2 separate regions of the Sus scrofa genome follow, and region 2 is linked to region 1. Evidence: chromatin contacts called from public Hi-C data. All regions are on one chromosome and are shown on one strand. The core of a region is the stretch at or near the end of the contact, and the rest is flanking DNA. Distances in the headings are between cores, read along the strand shown.

What was found. A called contact is a pair of places that touch in the nucleus more often than the background predicts.
Region 2: a Hi-C map of fetal skeletal muscle shows a contact between it and region 1, with 1.8 times the contacts expected there. The contact joins two enhancer-like sites. A contact is called at or near these places in 2 of 47 Hi-C or Micro-C datasets (fetal skeletal muscle and mesenteric adipose tissue) and 1 of 2 datasets of contacts at active chromatin or transcription factors (skeletal muscle).

What each region holds. Positions count from the first base shown.
Region 1 is chr6:110,230,553-110,238,495 of Sscrofa11.1, forward strand. No RefSeq gene overlaps it. Among named protein-coding and RNA genes, the nearest start is that of ZNF521, 110 kb to the left of the region's middle. Within about 2 kb of position 4,304, at least 5 of the 83 cell types and tissues checked have an H3K27ac peak or open chromatin away from gene starts, as enhancers often do. A contact at or near this core is called in fetal skeletal muscle, where this site is marked.
Region 2 is chr6:110,595,597-110,603,539 of Sscrofa11.1, forward strand. No RefSeq gene overlaps it. Among named protein-coding and RNA genes, the nearest start is that of SS18, 190 kb to the right of the region's middle. Within about 2 kb of position 3,810, at least 17 of the 83 cell types and tissues checked have an H3K27ac peak or open chromatin away from gene starts, as enhancers often do. A contact at or near this core is called in fetal skeletal muscle, where this site is marked.

The DNA.
Region 1 (7,943 bases), core at 3,054-5,553:
AAAAAAAGAAACAATGCCATTTGCATCAACATGGATGGACTTAGAGCTTATCGAGCTAAGAGAAGTGAGAAAGAGAAAGATAAATACCATATAATAGCACTTACATGTGAAATCTAAAATATGATACAAGAAGTTCCCATCGTGGCACAGTGGAAACGAATCTGACTAGGGACCATGAGGTTGAAGGTTCTACACATGGCCTCACTCAGTGGGTTAAGGATCCAGTGTTACCGTGAGCTGTGGTGTAGGTTGCAGATGTGGCTCAGATTTGGCAGATCTGGCATTGTTATGGCTGTGGTGTCGGCCAGCAGCTGCAGCTCCAATTCAATCCCTAGCCTGGGAACTTCCATATGCAGAGGGTGTGGCCCTAAAACAACAACAACAACAAAAAGACCAAAAAAAACAAACAAAAACAAAAACAAAACACATTCTCAGCCTTAACGCATTGTATATCTTACCAGTGAATTTATATTTTAAATCAGCAACTGCTTGGAGCAAGGGGAGGAGAGAAGGCATTTTCAAAAAGAGAAGGTAATTCCCTTTTGGCAGAAGGGATTCAAAGGTGCTCTCTGGCTCCACCCAGGGGTGGAGGAGTGAACTGTCTGGTGAGAAAGGAAGAAGGAACTGAGCATGACTCCTTGGTCGCTCTCCCTCCCTTGGCCCCTCCTGTCCCATAGGCTGGCTTCACTCAGACCAGATTTATTTCAGGGAATCAGAGAATATCTTCTTAAAGAAGTAACATTTAAGCTGAGACTAGAAAATAAAGAGAAGAGAATACGGGTTTATATGGGATCCTATGTGATTAGGAAGAGTGTCCTGAGCTAGGAGAATGATTGTGAAGGGTGGATGGAGAGAAAGAATGGCTCCTGCAATTACAATCCTCTACCTGGACTCTCACCTGATGTTAGAAAGGATAATCTCTCAGTTTGGAATCAAGAGGATATTTTGTGCTCATTCATTCATTCATCCTAGAGCCGCTCTCCTAGGTGACAGAAACGTAATTCTGAGTTAGACCTAGTACCTGATCTCAGGAAACTGTTTTTGACTGGGGATGCAGATGTGTAAATAAGTTTGTTCATAGAACAGTGTAGGTGCTCTTCTAGAAGACAGTGGTAGAGGATTTATGAGGCTGGAGAGACCTATGTGACAAGCAGAAAGAAGTGACACTCGAATGTTGGAAAATGAGTATTTTTTTACGAAGTCAGAAAGAAATCTTCTTGTCCATCTTTGGTGTTTCTTTTCCTGGACCTTTGTGCCTTAGAAATCTGATGATTATATGGTGTAGTATTCCCTGCCATAAACATTCTTCCTTCCAATTTCTAGCCAGTGTGATGTCACTATGAGACTATGTCTGGTGTAAATGGGATATAATCCCAAGGCAAATCAGAAATGAAATAAGATCTCTTTAAGAAGAACAAATTAGCCTCAACATAATAAAATAGTTACAACTTTGTGGGAGATATGTAAAATGGTTTACATCACTGAACTGTCCCAGATGGTACACATAAGGCAAGACTGTATCTTAAAATGGATGTATGGTGGATTTGGTTACAAAGGTACAGTATGTGCACAGCACATATGTGTGGAATAATCTTTCTAGCATTTCTGGCCTCCAGGACAATGAATGTTTATGATGATGTGCCACACGAATATACCCATGACTTCCAAAGTAATAAAGAGAACAGAGTATCTAAAACCAGTGAGATGTCAAAAGAAAATGTGATCATTGGAAAAGAGAAAACACATTGCTGAATATACAAAAGAAAGGAAAGGACCTCAGACGAGGGCACATGTAAGACAACACAAATAATAAAATGCTTGTAAAAATGCAATGAATGGCAACTTCCAGAAAGGAAGGGAGTGGAAGGCTTCTCTATTGCCCTGCAAGAATGGCAGAGCCGGGGTCCCTCGGGGAGGTGGGAGAGCTCTTAGTGGTGTGGGAAATGCAATCAAAGAGCAGGGAACACTGATTTGGTTAGACCAGTCACTCGGCTGTGAACTTTGGGTCATACGCAGTTAAGGGCGGAAGGAGAAGGCAGGAAGTATTCTAACGAGAATTCAATTAATTCAAGGAATCTCAGAAACCAGGTGTAAACTCTGCCGGATATTAAATGATCCCTGAGAGGAGACTTAGGGTTTCATAGCGCGTCAGATCAATTTGCAAGGAGCTGGCAAATTGGCAGCTGCCCGACTGTGGCTTCGGCTTCCCCCTCCCAGATCCAAATAATTACCATCTTTGGGCTCTAAGCGAGTGTGACTTGAAACCCCTCACCAGGCTAGTGAAGTGAAGGACCCCGTTCTGCTCCACCCTGGCTCCCCGTGTGGAGCTTCCGTTGCAACTGCCATCCCAGAAGCCAGAGGAGGTCCTGGCTACCCTTAAAATGGTTCCAACCAGTTGCAGGGCTCAGCATGGGGACCTGGTTTCCTGTGGGTGTTGGACTGGCCATGATGAAATGACGCATAACAGTCTGATGCCGGGGCTCAAAGCAGCAGGAGCTTAATACCAAAGGGGGCAGAAGATGAAAACACAGCTGAAGAACAATGTCCTGCTGGAGAGAAGTGTTGAGTGGGGCCCCCGCAGGGGCCACTCCGAGGGCCTTTAAAGACTTTATGTCCGCATGATTAGCCAAGATGAAGGGGCCAGCTGCAAACTTTAATTTCCTGATGACACAAAGGAACCATGAACAATATATAGATAGGATTTGAATTTGTAATAAGCAGTGGCCTAATCCACAGCAAAGGATAGTCAGTGCAGAGCAGACAAAAAAAAAAAAAAAAAAAAGCTGGTGAACTTTCTTAGGTTCCCCATTCAGACCTGCTCTTTACTGAGAGTTTTACTTCCAGCAATTTATCTTGGAAGAATCACTGGGCTTGGCTGTGGGAAAGAAGCAGCACACTTTGCGCTACGACACTGAATTCCTGACAGAAGACAAACCAGAGTTTGTGTAATGTGTGGGCACCTGGTCTGGAGAATATTCCAGATAAAGGAATGACTTCATTAGTCCACTGAAAATATGTTGCCAGATGCAAACCTTTTATTGAATTCTTAATCTTGAGCCAGGGCAGGGACTTTTTAAAAATAATAAATGCTTTCTTCATTCTTAGATAAAAACTTTTTTTTTTTTTTAACACTGTTGGAATCAAACTAGCTGCTGGAAAAGAAAAGTTCAACTTTCACTTTTGTTTTCACCCCTTCAGCTCTAATCATCTTCAAGTGTTAAGGTGAAGAATAAGAATAATAAAAAAAAGTTTAGGTCAACAGGAAGTGCCACGTGATGGCTTTAATAGGGCAGGGAAAGCCATGGGACAAAAGCGGCCAGATGTTTTGACAGGGCACTGTGGAGCAAACAGAGTCTGGGAAAGGAAAAGAAGCATTTCAACAATTCTCAGAACAGGGGGCTTTTTGTATCCAACACTTGGAAAGATCCCAGATTGAGTGCTTTCTTCTAAGAGGCAAAAGATGAGAAATCTGCATATGCATCAGTATCATGCATGCAACATGTTACTCTTATTAATTATGGAAACCTCCCCCAACAGAAGGAGCATTTACCCGGTGCTTCAAACTTTACCTACCCCATTTTCTTATTTAGTTGTCCTGCAAAGTTGGCTTTATGATTCCCACTGTACAGGTGGGTCCATTTATGCTGAGAACTTACTTTACGTGTCCAAAGATGTTCTCAGTGTTAAATGTTACAGCTAAATTGGAGCCCAGTCTGCATGACCTGAGATGAGTACCCCAGCCCCCTTGCAATGACAGAAGTCACAAGAAAGACACTTAGGACTTCAGGATGACTGCCTCATTATTACTGAGGTCTATCCCCAGTGCCCCCATTGCTAAAAGCAGGACAGCCCTTTGGGGTGGCTATCTAGCTCTTTCTACCCACTGCGACCCCCAATCCCACCCCAGGAAAAATAACAATGACAAAGAACGTCCTACATGGACTTTTTAATAATGTTGATGGAATTCCTTAGTGTGGCTTCACAAAAGGAATGCAGCGGGAGTATATCTAGTGTTGAAAGAAGGCACCTCAGAGAGAATCCAGCCGCTGGTTTTCCTTCTTTCCTCCTTCAAACACAAAAGGAACAGGGCAACAGGTTTGTTGGAGAAAAAGAAAATCCTCCTGTGTGATATGTGTGTCCTTGTGGGTCAGACTCTGGAAGCTCTGGTCAAGTTCTGGCACTCAGAAACTCTATTTGGGCCTGCCTCTCCTTGGTACCGAAGGTGCCTCAAGGCTGGAGCTGGCTGGAAGCAGGCTTGCCAGCTGCCAGGACCTGGATCTGATGGCCTTGTGGGCACAGCTGTTGGGGAGACTGGGCACTGTTCCGAGGGGAGTGTGTCATCACCCAACTGCCTGGGTGGTGATGGGGCGTGGGGGAGGTTTAGAACTCAAAGGAGCCCATTCTAACATTTTCTTCTTTTACTGAATTGTCTTGTCTTTTTTTGCCTCTGCCTGTTCTCTGGCGTCTCCTTTGCTTTCTGTCCCCTCTTTGTCCTCAAAACCCTCTGTGTCAGAGCAAATTGTTCTGTCATCCTATCCGGGAAAATTGCTGTAGGTGACCAGCCCCTGAGTCTTTCTCACCCAGATAGTCCTCAGAACAAAGCTGAGAAACAGGTATGCTGCGGGATGGGCTGCCGGAAGCCCTGCCCTCCATCCAGCCTTCCCGTCTAGGACAATTGAGCTAATCAATGTGATCGAAGCACAGCTGAGCTAAGGACGGACGCCAAGAAAGTGTAGGGGGTCCAGACAAACGGTGCTTGACTCACTGCTAAACAGCTTAAGTTTCCATTCTGAAAATTACTTCGGTTTTACTTAGCTCATCTTCTGAACGAGGCAGCCAGTTCCAAGAACGGAGGCGTGACGAAGATGCCCCATCTCCTGTGCATGTGCTCTCCATTTTATTTGACCTGTGGTGTCGGGATGAGTGTGGAGTGGGGGGGGGGGTGTTCGACGCCTGTTCCAAGGCTGGCGTGTGACTGCTTTCCTTTGCCCAGGTGAGAAAGCAAAGCAATCAAGTTAAAACTGTATTTCCATGTCCTCCTCCGAAAAGCATGTTACTTAGTGAATTGACGTGTTGTTTCTTTTATCTCAAGATCTGTGGTAACTCGTATCTCCTGAAATGAGTCTGAGGTCCTTTGTTCCAACAGAAGTAGATGACCCGGTGTTATTGAAAAATAGCAAAGGAATTTTCTAAGATTTTCAGGACAATAATGTGTATCTCTCTATATTTTTTAGTCACTGAGCGAGGTACTGCTGTTCATGGTGTGGAAAGGCAGTCCCGTTAGAGACACCAGGTTAGAATCTTCATGCTGCCACTTGCTGGCTGTTTGGCACAAGCATGTAACACTAATCTCAGATTCAACTTCCTCACTTGCCACATGAGGGTAATAATAATAATACTTACTTCATTGAATTGTTATGAGAAACTGATGAAATAATAAATATATTAAGCACTTGGCCCCATGGCTGCTTTATAGTGGGTGTTCAATAAGTAAATCCTAATTCAGATAATATCTACCTCAGACTGATGTAAAATTAAATATGCCAATGTATGTTAAGGACCTGCACATAGTAGGTACTATAAATATCATTCTCCTCTTCCTCCCATATCATGGTGCACAGGCTTGTAAAACATTAGATGTAAGACTATGCTTACAGGAGTTCCCGCTGTGGCTCAGCGGGTTAAGAACCCAATTGCAGTGGCTCCAGTCACTGTGCAGGAGATGCAGGTTTGATCCCAGGCCATGGGCACAGTGGGTTAAAGGTTCTGATGTTGCTGAAGCTGCAGTGTAGGTCAAAGCTGGGGCTCAGATTCAATCCCTGGCCTGGGAACTTCCATATGCCCTGGATGCGGCCATTAAAAGAAAAAATAGACTACACTTATATGCTCGCATTTACTTTCTATACTTTAGATCATTCAGTTGAATTACCTCGCGGATTTTAGTATTTCATCTACCTACCACTTTTAAATTAGTGCATCTCCTGAAAAAACCAAATACTGATTCATGTACAGCAAGCAAGCAGATACAACCACAAATTCCACACCCAGCCACCGTGTGGAGGACCCTGTGTGAGGACTGTGCTGGTTTCTCACTGATACAGACAACCTCACACATGTCCATCAGACAACCTCACACATGTCCGTCTGGTTCAGGGCCATAAACCAGAACTCCTCGGCTTGCCCCTCAGGCCTCAGAAATCTCTTCTAGCAAAGAGAGTATCCACAGGCCTGGCTATATGATTTATAATCATCTTTATGTATTCCAAGTCATGGGGAGAGGAAGCAGGCACTAAATGCCAAGGTTTTAAAGACAGTGCCTCACAGAAATGACCATAAATAGCAGCTCAGGAGGCCACTTACATGAAGTTAGACCCGCTTAGAACTGGGGGCTATTACCGGGTGAGCTTATCATAACTTGATTCAAGTGCAATAAGCGAGAAGTGGAGAAGATGACCAGTCAGTGTGAGAAAGCCAAGCGGAGATCAGATAACCACATTAAAAAGATTAAAATGTCCAGCCCGCTATAAATGCCTGCTAAAATCCTAAAAAGGAGTCTGGAGAGACTCATAAAATCATAACTAAGAAAGTAAGGGAGCCCTGAAGCTTTAACCAGATGTTCCTGTGATATGAATGACTGTGTTAGTAAATTTTCATCCTAGCAATACAGCTTTGTATTGATCTTTTGCTTTTATTAGTCAGTGCTGCTATGAGATTAAATATTGTCTGGAAGGAAATACAGGCTTCCCTCTCTAGAAGGCTCTTCTCAGTAACCCAGTGTTTGTTATCGCAAAGCGCACCAGGGAGTTTGTAATGAATTGCTCAACAGAGCAGAGGCTGGAGTCTATAAAAAGAGTTATAGAAGGGGTAGCCTTTTAGAGAATAACCTCATTTGGGAAGCAAGCATTGTGTGCCGGGGCCGAGTGGGAGACCTACAGAGAGCTGTCTGAAACAGAAATAGACATGAGTATTTATGACCAGAAGCACCAATCGCAATATACAGTGCTAAACACTTAATCTATGGTTAGATTTTACTCCAGATCCAAGCTGAAGTCAGCAGAATTAAATCTTCAAGTGTATTTCAGCAGCCTTAAATCCTTCTGATACTGTTAGCGGTGGCAGGGTTCCAAAATGCATTCTGTTAATAAGACAGTAAAGTATAAAATCAAGTTATCTCCTTCAAGGAGAAAAACACAGAGTAAAGGAAACGAGTCTTGTAAAATTACATTCCCGGCACTCAGGCTTTTCTACCTCAGTTCCTTCCAATTTATTCTTTTACTACCAGACCATTCTCCTTGACAAATAACAGGAAAAAAAAAAAGGAAGAAAGGAATCATCTCCCACATTTTTTTAAACTATGAAAGAAATGGTACCCCTGATTTTTTTTTTTTTTCCTTATCTTTACAGGTCAGAGGAGATTAAGGTTTTGCCCTTAAGCTTGTAATGTGCAATACACAATCTCCTTGGGCTAGCAAAAAGAATTCAGCAGGTTACCTTTTCTTTTTCACTTAACATAACTTTTGGTTTACTTTGAGCTAAAAGGAATGTATGCAGCATACACAGGGGTGTTGTTCAAGACCTCAAGGCAACTCCATTAGTTTTCCCTGGAGCAGCATCAAAAGCTTGTTAAGATACAAAAAGAAAGGAAGGAGGAAGGAAGGAAGGAAGGAAGGAAGAAGGAAGGAAGAGAGGGAGGGAGGGGAAGGGTGAAGGGCACAACATTTAACACCAACACCCTTTGAACACAGCATTGACCTGAAGCACAGTATACTTGCTCAAATGAACAAAGTCAACATGAAACCTAAAACTTCTGAATATCCACTCTCACAGCCTAGAGTTTCTGCACATATGGAGTAAAAGACCACCCACAGCTCTGAGATCCCTGCAGGGCACCTTGGGTATTAAGTAATAGATTTTAACCTTAACTCAGAATTTTTTGGCTCTCA
Region 2 (7,943 bases), core at 2,560-5,059, 360 kb after region 1:
TTATTTTATACCCAGTGCAGCTGCTAAGGTCAAAAACGGCCACCTAGCTTCCATCGCTTATGCCTGATAAAAATAGCCACACACCTGTGACTACCAGCAGTAAAGATGTCACAGATGATAAACAGAATCCTGAGAGACCCACCTTTTCGAAAGACCTCTCTTCCAAACCACACTAGCAGCAGCCTTAATCTCCTTGAGCAATGGTTAGGTTCCTGAAGGGACATTCAGTATCCAATCTTGAAGTTTCTAGACTTTATGTCCTACACAGGGATTTGAGGAGGCTACTCACTTCACATCCTCTCCATTCTTTTTTTTTTTTTTTCATTTTTAAATTTCTATTGAAGTATAGCTGACTTAAAATGTTGAGATCATTTCTGTTGTACAGAAAAAGTGATTCGGGTATACAAGTACACACATCCATTCTCTTTCAGATTCTTTCCCCATATAGGTTATCACACAATACTGGGTAGTTCTCTGTGTTACACAGCAGGTCCCTTTTGGCCAATCATTGCATATACCACAGTGTGCATATGCCAAACCCAAAGTGAGTTCTGAATCGGTGCGAGAGTCAAAGATGAAAATGCTAGTTTTATTACAGAACTAAAAATGAGGCAGGTCAGTATTTATTAAAAAGGAGCAAGCTCCAAGACCCAGAGCTAGATTTTGAAAGATAGGTGTATAACCATATGTGGTATATGTCATCTTTATGTGTACATGTATGTACATATAACAAGAGACCAAAACAGTCTTTCCACACCATTCCATAAAGTCTAGATTTTAGACCTTGTGCATGGGAAATTTGGGACAAGAGTAGATAATTAACTAGGCAGTCACTTAAAAGATTATGGCTCAATTCACTCCCTGTTGAGCACAGAATCCTGAATTAAGAGAAGCCATAGAGATGGAGCTCTGTGAAATAGCTTGCATTAGTGAAACAGTGGATATTTCACTCTTGCTCTCAGAACATTCGTATATATCTCCCATTCCCATGGAAACCCACCAGTGAGAAGGTTACTTCCCAATACTATTATGCTGCTACACAAGGAGCTAAACAGGTATAGAGTAACAGATTTGAATTAAGTTGGTACAAATTAGCCCTTAACTCAAGTAGCCAGGTACAGGTATCTCTGAACAAGCATTGTGGTTCAACTGATGCCTAGTTATACATTCTAACCCAGGGATCCATGAACTTTTTGTTAAAGATAGCAGTAGTAAATATTTTAGGCTTTGTGGGCCATATAGTCCTTGTCACAACTACTCAACACTATCATTACAGGGTGAGAGCAGCCATAAACAATACATACACGAATGGATGTGGCTCGGCTCCAATCAAACTTGATTTTTTTTTCTTTCTGACCATGCCCCTGACATGTGAAGTTCCCAGGCCAGAGATGAAACACACACAACAACCTCAACCCAAGCCACTACAGCAGCCATGCTGGAACCTTAACCTGCTGACCCACAGGAGAACTCCAAACCTGATTTACAAAAACAGGAAAGCAATATTTGCCGCTCTGTGGTATAACCTGTAAAGTAAGGTGACATCTCTTCTTAGCTTAAGTAATGTGGTGCAAAAACGCAAGAACATTTCCATAGCCTGAGTACTCACTATCTCTTACCCAGACTGCTGTGGTAACTTCTGATTTCTGACTAGCTTTTGCATGTTCTGATTTGTCTTATGCAACTCCACCATCATTTTACCACCAAAATTCAATCCTGATTATAGGACCACCTTGCATAAAAACTTCCCATGTTTCATAGTCATTTCAAGAATGAAATACGGAGTTCCCGTCATGGCACAGGGAAACAAATCCGACTAGGAACCATGAGGTTGCAGGTTCGATCCCTGGCCTCGCTCAGTGGGTTAAGGATCCGGCACTGCTGTGAGCTGTGGTGTAGGTCACAGATGCAGCTTGGATCTGGCACTGCTGTGGCTCTGGTGTAGGCTGGCAGCTGTAGCTCAGATTCAACCCCTAGCCTGGGAACCTCCATATGCCACTAGTGTGGCCCTAAAAAGACAAAAACAAAAAAAATTTCTTCATCAGGAAAACAATCCCTGTCTAGATTCCAACCTACTGGTAAAAGTCTTTCTTCCATATGCTAGCCTGCAGTTCTGCTGAAGTGTCAAATAGTCTCTAAATACGTCATACTCTATTACTCTTCAAATATTTTCACATACTACATTAGTCAGAGCATCAAATGCCAACTACCCCAACAGACAGGCTTAATACAGTAAAAATCTACCCCTTTCTCCGATGAAGTATGATATAGGTCTGAGGGGGCATTCCTCCATCCAGTAACTTAGAGATCCAGGTTCCCTCCACCTCGTGACTCATCCTTTTCAAAATATTACTACCAAATGTGGGACAGCAGGAGAAAAGAGAAATGGAAGGTGCCTAGGATAGTAAGTAAGGCATCCTTTCTGTTCGCGATCCCATTCACTAAGATTCAGTCACATGACCTCAATCCAACTGCAAGCAATCTGAAAAATACAGGGGAGCACAGAGACAATTCGTCAGTACAAATTGTCTCAGCCATGTATATGCCCTCCCATTGCTTAGAATAGCTCTTTGCTTTTCTTTTTAGTCAATACATTTTCATCTTCCAAGCTCAGATCAAATGTCACCTTCTTGACCTCTTCAGACAATATTTCCCCTCTCTGATGCTCCCATAAGTAATATAAATATCTACTGTGTGTGTATTCCACTTTACAATTATTTGTCTGAGCATCTAACTCCAGTTAAGAAGATTACCTTTCTCATCGATGACATCCCAGAACCATGCCAAGCACCTATAAACACATAATACATACTTGATATGTGAATGAATGAATGAATGAATGAACCAAGATGAGCTCTAGAAAGATTTGCCCATGGAAACAAAAAAGCAAAGAAATTGACTTTCTCATAAGCCCTAATCACGGGTCTGACTTCCTAGTTAAGTATGAAGCTGCCTGTGGTAAATGAGCTCTCACAAGAGTGATTCCTGGACCAAATTCATTAACGTTGAAAACAACTAAAAGAGCCACATGATTATAGTGTACCCTATAAAGTTTAAAACAATATAATATTTTGATCCTGGAACTGGAAGACTTGAAAAGTTTCCAGTTGGGAGCAGGAGCTGTTGTTGAGACTCACTGTCCTAGGGCTTTCCTCCGAGAAAATGGGAGAATTGGATGGGTGGTGCAAGTATTTCCAGGCGGCCAGCCAAGTTAGTGATCCCAGGCATGTGTGTGTTGTGAGACACACTGTCCTTCTCCCAGGCTGACATCTGCATCCCCTCCCAGTCTAATCAAGTCTTTCTTATTTCTCCAAAATAAAGACCACATTCATAAAAAGTCAGTGAAGTCCATCCTTCTTGCAAAGCAGAGAAATGTCAGGAACTGGAAGTCTCTGCCTGGCGCTTTTGGTAGCCTGCTGCATTCTGACTGAGGTTAGGTAACCATAACAAAAAGCAAAACGAATGACTTCAGTGAAAAGTTTGCCCGGGGCAAAGCCAAGAGGTATGATATTTCTCTTGGATGACAATCAACAGAGGCACTTAAACTAATGTAGGAATTGTTCAAAATTCTGGAGACAAGTGTAATATATTTAAGGACTCTTAAGGGTTTGTTTTTGTTTTGTTTTGTTTTTCAAGTTTTTAATTTCTTTAGTTGGTTGGCTTTTGTCCTCCTTGCCCCAAAGAATTCATTAAGGACTTAGTCATGAATTTGGGGCTAGTGTTAAAAGAGCTGCCTTAATATCAGTGCTCTGTGGTTTATAAGCTCACCATTTTCCCAGGAGGATCTGGAGTCATATTAGCTGTAACTCTGCTAAACACATCTCTCAATGAATCCCTGCCATTAGCACCAAAAATTCCAGCTGGTTGACTAGCTGTGGGCAACATCTCATCTCGCTGACAAAATCTACCATCAGCCTCGATTAGTTTGGAGAGCTTGTCTCATCAGAAAAGCTCCATGACAAATCTACTTCGGGGGCTGACGTTAAGCCACTGCCACCAGGACAAAGGTCAAAATACATTTGAGTTCTCGACTCGTGTGAAAACTTATCACTGAAGTACGACTTCTTGCTGAAGGACAGGAGATGCCCTACACTGAGGGTGAAAATTGGCTCCGTGGGGAAAGCTTCAAAGCCATTTCAACCATTAAAATGTGACTGGACATATCAGGAAAACAGAAGGGGCTGAAGCGGAGAGTGGGGATGCCATGGGGAGCTGATAAAGAACTTGCTCCAGAAAATGGCCTGGTGCCGATATCATTGTTCTCATTGGCAAGAAGCATTGGGGTCAGAGCCTCATTACAAATAAGCTGTTTAGCATACCAACTATTGGTGTATTTGCCACGTTTAGACAACTTCATGTCAAAGATTAATAATGCCAATGTGGACTGCCTCTCTGAGATGTGCTAAAGCTTGCCACCCAGAAGGAAAATAAAGATTCTGTAGTACTTTAAATCTGTTCAACAGAGTGAGACACAGAAGCTGCTCGAAAGCTTGGTAAAACGAGACAATGCTCAGCTGCTCCTGGATGTGATAAGAGTGGCTTATCCAGTGCAGTGGTTTTGGAGAGTGGTCACCAGGCCAGCAGCATCAGCATCACACACAAACTCACTTGAAATGAAGAATCTCTGGCCACAGCCTAGACTTGCTGATTCAAAAACTCTATCATTAGGACCCAGCAATGTGTTTTAAGGAGCCTCCGGGTCAGTCCAATACCAACTCGAGTCAGAGCACCACTGCTTCATGGTCAGCTCCTAACCCAACCACCCACTCAACAGATGACCTATGGAAGTCACTTAACCTTACTGTCCTTCGATCCTGTTCCATCTAGAAAATAGTTATTTCAACCACTGTGGTCTGAACCTGCTACCTCCCTCCATGTTCCTGGCTAGATGGTCAGAACAACCTATTCTGAACATCTCTCTTTCTTCTGCAAAGGTCCTGGAGTTGCCAAGATGTATCCAGACCTCATTTTGCATAAATCTATGCCCTCTGAGGAACTGAGCTTAACAGGGCTGTTGTTTTTGTTTATTTTTAACTTGTCCTGGATTTGAATATGGAAAAGACTAAAGGATTCCAGACCAGAGTCTGTCTAGATCAGGGATTGACCAAATCTGGCCAGATGCCCATTTTTGTAAGTGAAGTCTTACTGGCTCACAGCCACACCCACTCACTGCACACCATCCAGGGCTACTTGCCAGCTATAACAGCAGTGTTGAGGAGACGTGACAGAGACACATTAGCCCTCAAGGCCTAAAATATTTACTCTCTGTTCCTTTACAGAAAGCACTTTCAGACCACTGGTCTAGATACATAATTAGGCCACACTGAAGTAGAAGAACAAGAGGGGGCATCTATGTAATCATGAACTGAGGAGGAACAGGGGCTTCAGGAGTGACAACAGAGGGATCTCTGCCGGGAGAGCATGGATGGTGTCCTGGTGACGAAAAGCCCCAGGACTGAATCTCAGGACAGGTGCAGGGCCCCAAAAAGGCAGCCTAACCTATGAAAAGCCCCTCTGATGATTTCACACAAACTACCCCACAGACCGCACTTCAAAAAATGGAGAATGATCTGGCTTTTCAGATGCATGAAGGCATAAGCTCTGGTGCTCTTAGAAAGTTCACCAAATAAAAATCTGTTCTAAATCTCTCAATTGCAGCTGTGATTTTTTTGCACTTTCTAACAAATTTGGCAGGAGGTGGAAGGATAAATTTAAACTTCCAGGCTAAATTAATTTAGCCTGGAATGTGTGTGGTTGCTTATTTAACCTTCAAATTTATACTACTAATTCTTCAACTCCATACCTATAAAGATAATTTTAAATTTATGGAACTCCACTTTGATCTGACCAGAAAGCTAAGTGGAGTTTTAACTTGTACCATTGCATGAACAAATGCTTGTTCCAAAAAATGTAACCATGAGGCATTTTGGAATAGGAAGTTCTAATCTCTCAAAAAAACAGATGGGTGGATAGCGTGCACACATCAAGGGAATTTTCAGGGTACAGTGAGAAGACCAACTGATACTTCAAAGATAACAAAGGAAATTTTAAAAATTGTCAAGTTTACAAACAAATGCAAAACTGTTCAGAATTCTGGGATGAGTGGATGTGGGTTCCCCATGAGGATGTGGGTTCAATCCCTGGCCTCCCTCAGTGGGTTAAGGATCCGGCATTGCCACAAGCTTCAGCCTAGGCTGCAGATGTGGCTTGGATCTGAAGTGGCTATGGCTGTGGTGCAGGCTGGCAGCTGCAGCTCTGATTCAACCCCTAGACTAGAAACCTTCATATGCCATAGGTGCACCCCTAAAAGGAAAATAAATAGATAAATAAATAAATAAAATTTTAAAAGAAAACTCTAGAAATTTAAAATTAGAAAGAATGTTTCTTGGAGTTCCTGTCGTGGCTCAGTGGTTAACGAATCCGACTAGGAACCATGAGGTTGCGGGTTCGATCCCTGGCCTTGCTCAGTGGGTTAAGGATCCAGCATTGCCGTGAGCTGTGGTATAGGTTGCAGACGCGGCTCGGATCCCACGTTGCTGTGGCTCTGGCGTAGGCCGGCGTCCACAGCTTTGATTAGACCCCTAGCCTGGGAACCTCCATATGCCGCAGGAGCGGCCCTAGAAATGGCAAAAAGACAAAAAAAAAAAAAAAAGAAAGAAAGAAAGAATGTTTCTCTCTGGAGTTCCCATCATGGTGTAGCAGAAATGAATCCAACTAGGAACCATGAGGTTGCAGGTTCGATCCCTGGCCTTGCTCAGTGGGTTAAGGATCCAGCACTGCTGTGAGCTGTGGTGTAGGTCGCAGACGTGGCTCAGATCCTGCATTGCTGTGGCTGTGGTGTAGGCTGGTAGCTGTAGCTCAGATTCAACCCCTAGCCTGGGAACCTCCATATGCCATGGGTGGGGCCCTAAAAAGACAGAAGACAAAAAAAAAAAAAAAAGGAAAACAAAGAAAGAACATTTTTCTGATATGGAAGTAACATTTTCTAAATCCTTAAAAATCCAATAAGAACCTCAAAGGCCAGTGCTAACAGGGAACCAGTACTCAGCTAAGTATCAACCCCTCATGGTATCAACTACTCTCCACACACCCTTCTCTTCTCAGCCTCCAAGATTTATTCCCAGTCCTTTTCCTCCCTTCTATTCCTTCTAATTTCTGCTTCTCTCTTCCTTTCTTAATTAGTAGTAATATAATTACAGCTAACCCTATGCTGAGCATTTGACATGAACTATTTCATTTCATTTTTACAAGAACCCTGCAAGTAGGTACTATGATATCCACATGTCACCCATGAGAATCTGGACACTTGAAGAAGTTGTAGCAGACTGTTGCTATTCTGGTCCCAAATGTGCTTCCTGTATTCATGTCTGGTTAAGAACTAGAGTTTATGTTGCTAAGCCTTAAATCGGGGTTTGGTCACTTGACTTGCTTTAGTCAATGTGACAAGAGCGAGTATGATACAAGTCGAGGTTTGAAAGTTGCTTGCTGCGTGGAACTTACCCTCACTTGCTGCTGGGAACTTTCAGCTACTGTGTCAGGAAACTCAGGCAAGTCTGTTAGATGAAGAGAGATTTTTATGGAGAAAGGCCCCAGACATGTGAGTGAACCCACCCAATATTACAAGAAACACAGATAAGGTGTTGCAGCCGAACCCAGGTGAACTGTCAACTCACCAAATCATGAGCAAATGTGGAGATACATTTGGAGATAGTCTGTTCCACAACCCAAGCTAACCTATGCAGAGTACTTTGCCCAAAGTCACACAGGCAGGGCAAAGATTCAAACATAGATGGTCTTGACTCTATAGCCCAAATATTTAACCCCATGTTATACTGCGAAACTCCCAAGAACCTAATCAGCACCACTGGGTAAAGTTAATGTTCAACGGTGATACAGTGTCCCCTTAAAGATAATCAGAACAATGAGTTATCTATCAAGCTGGA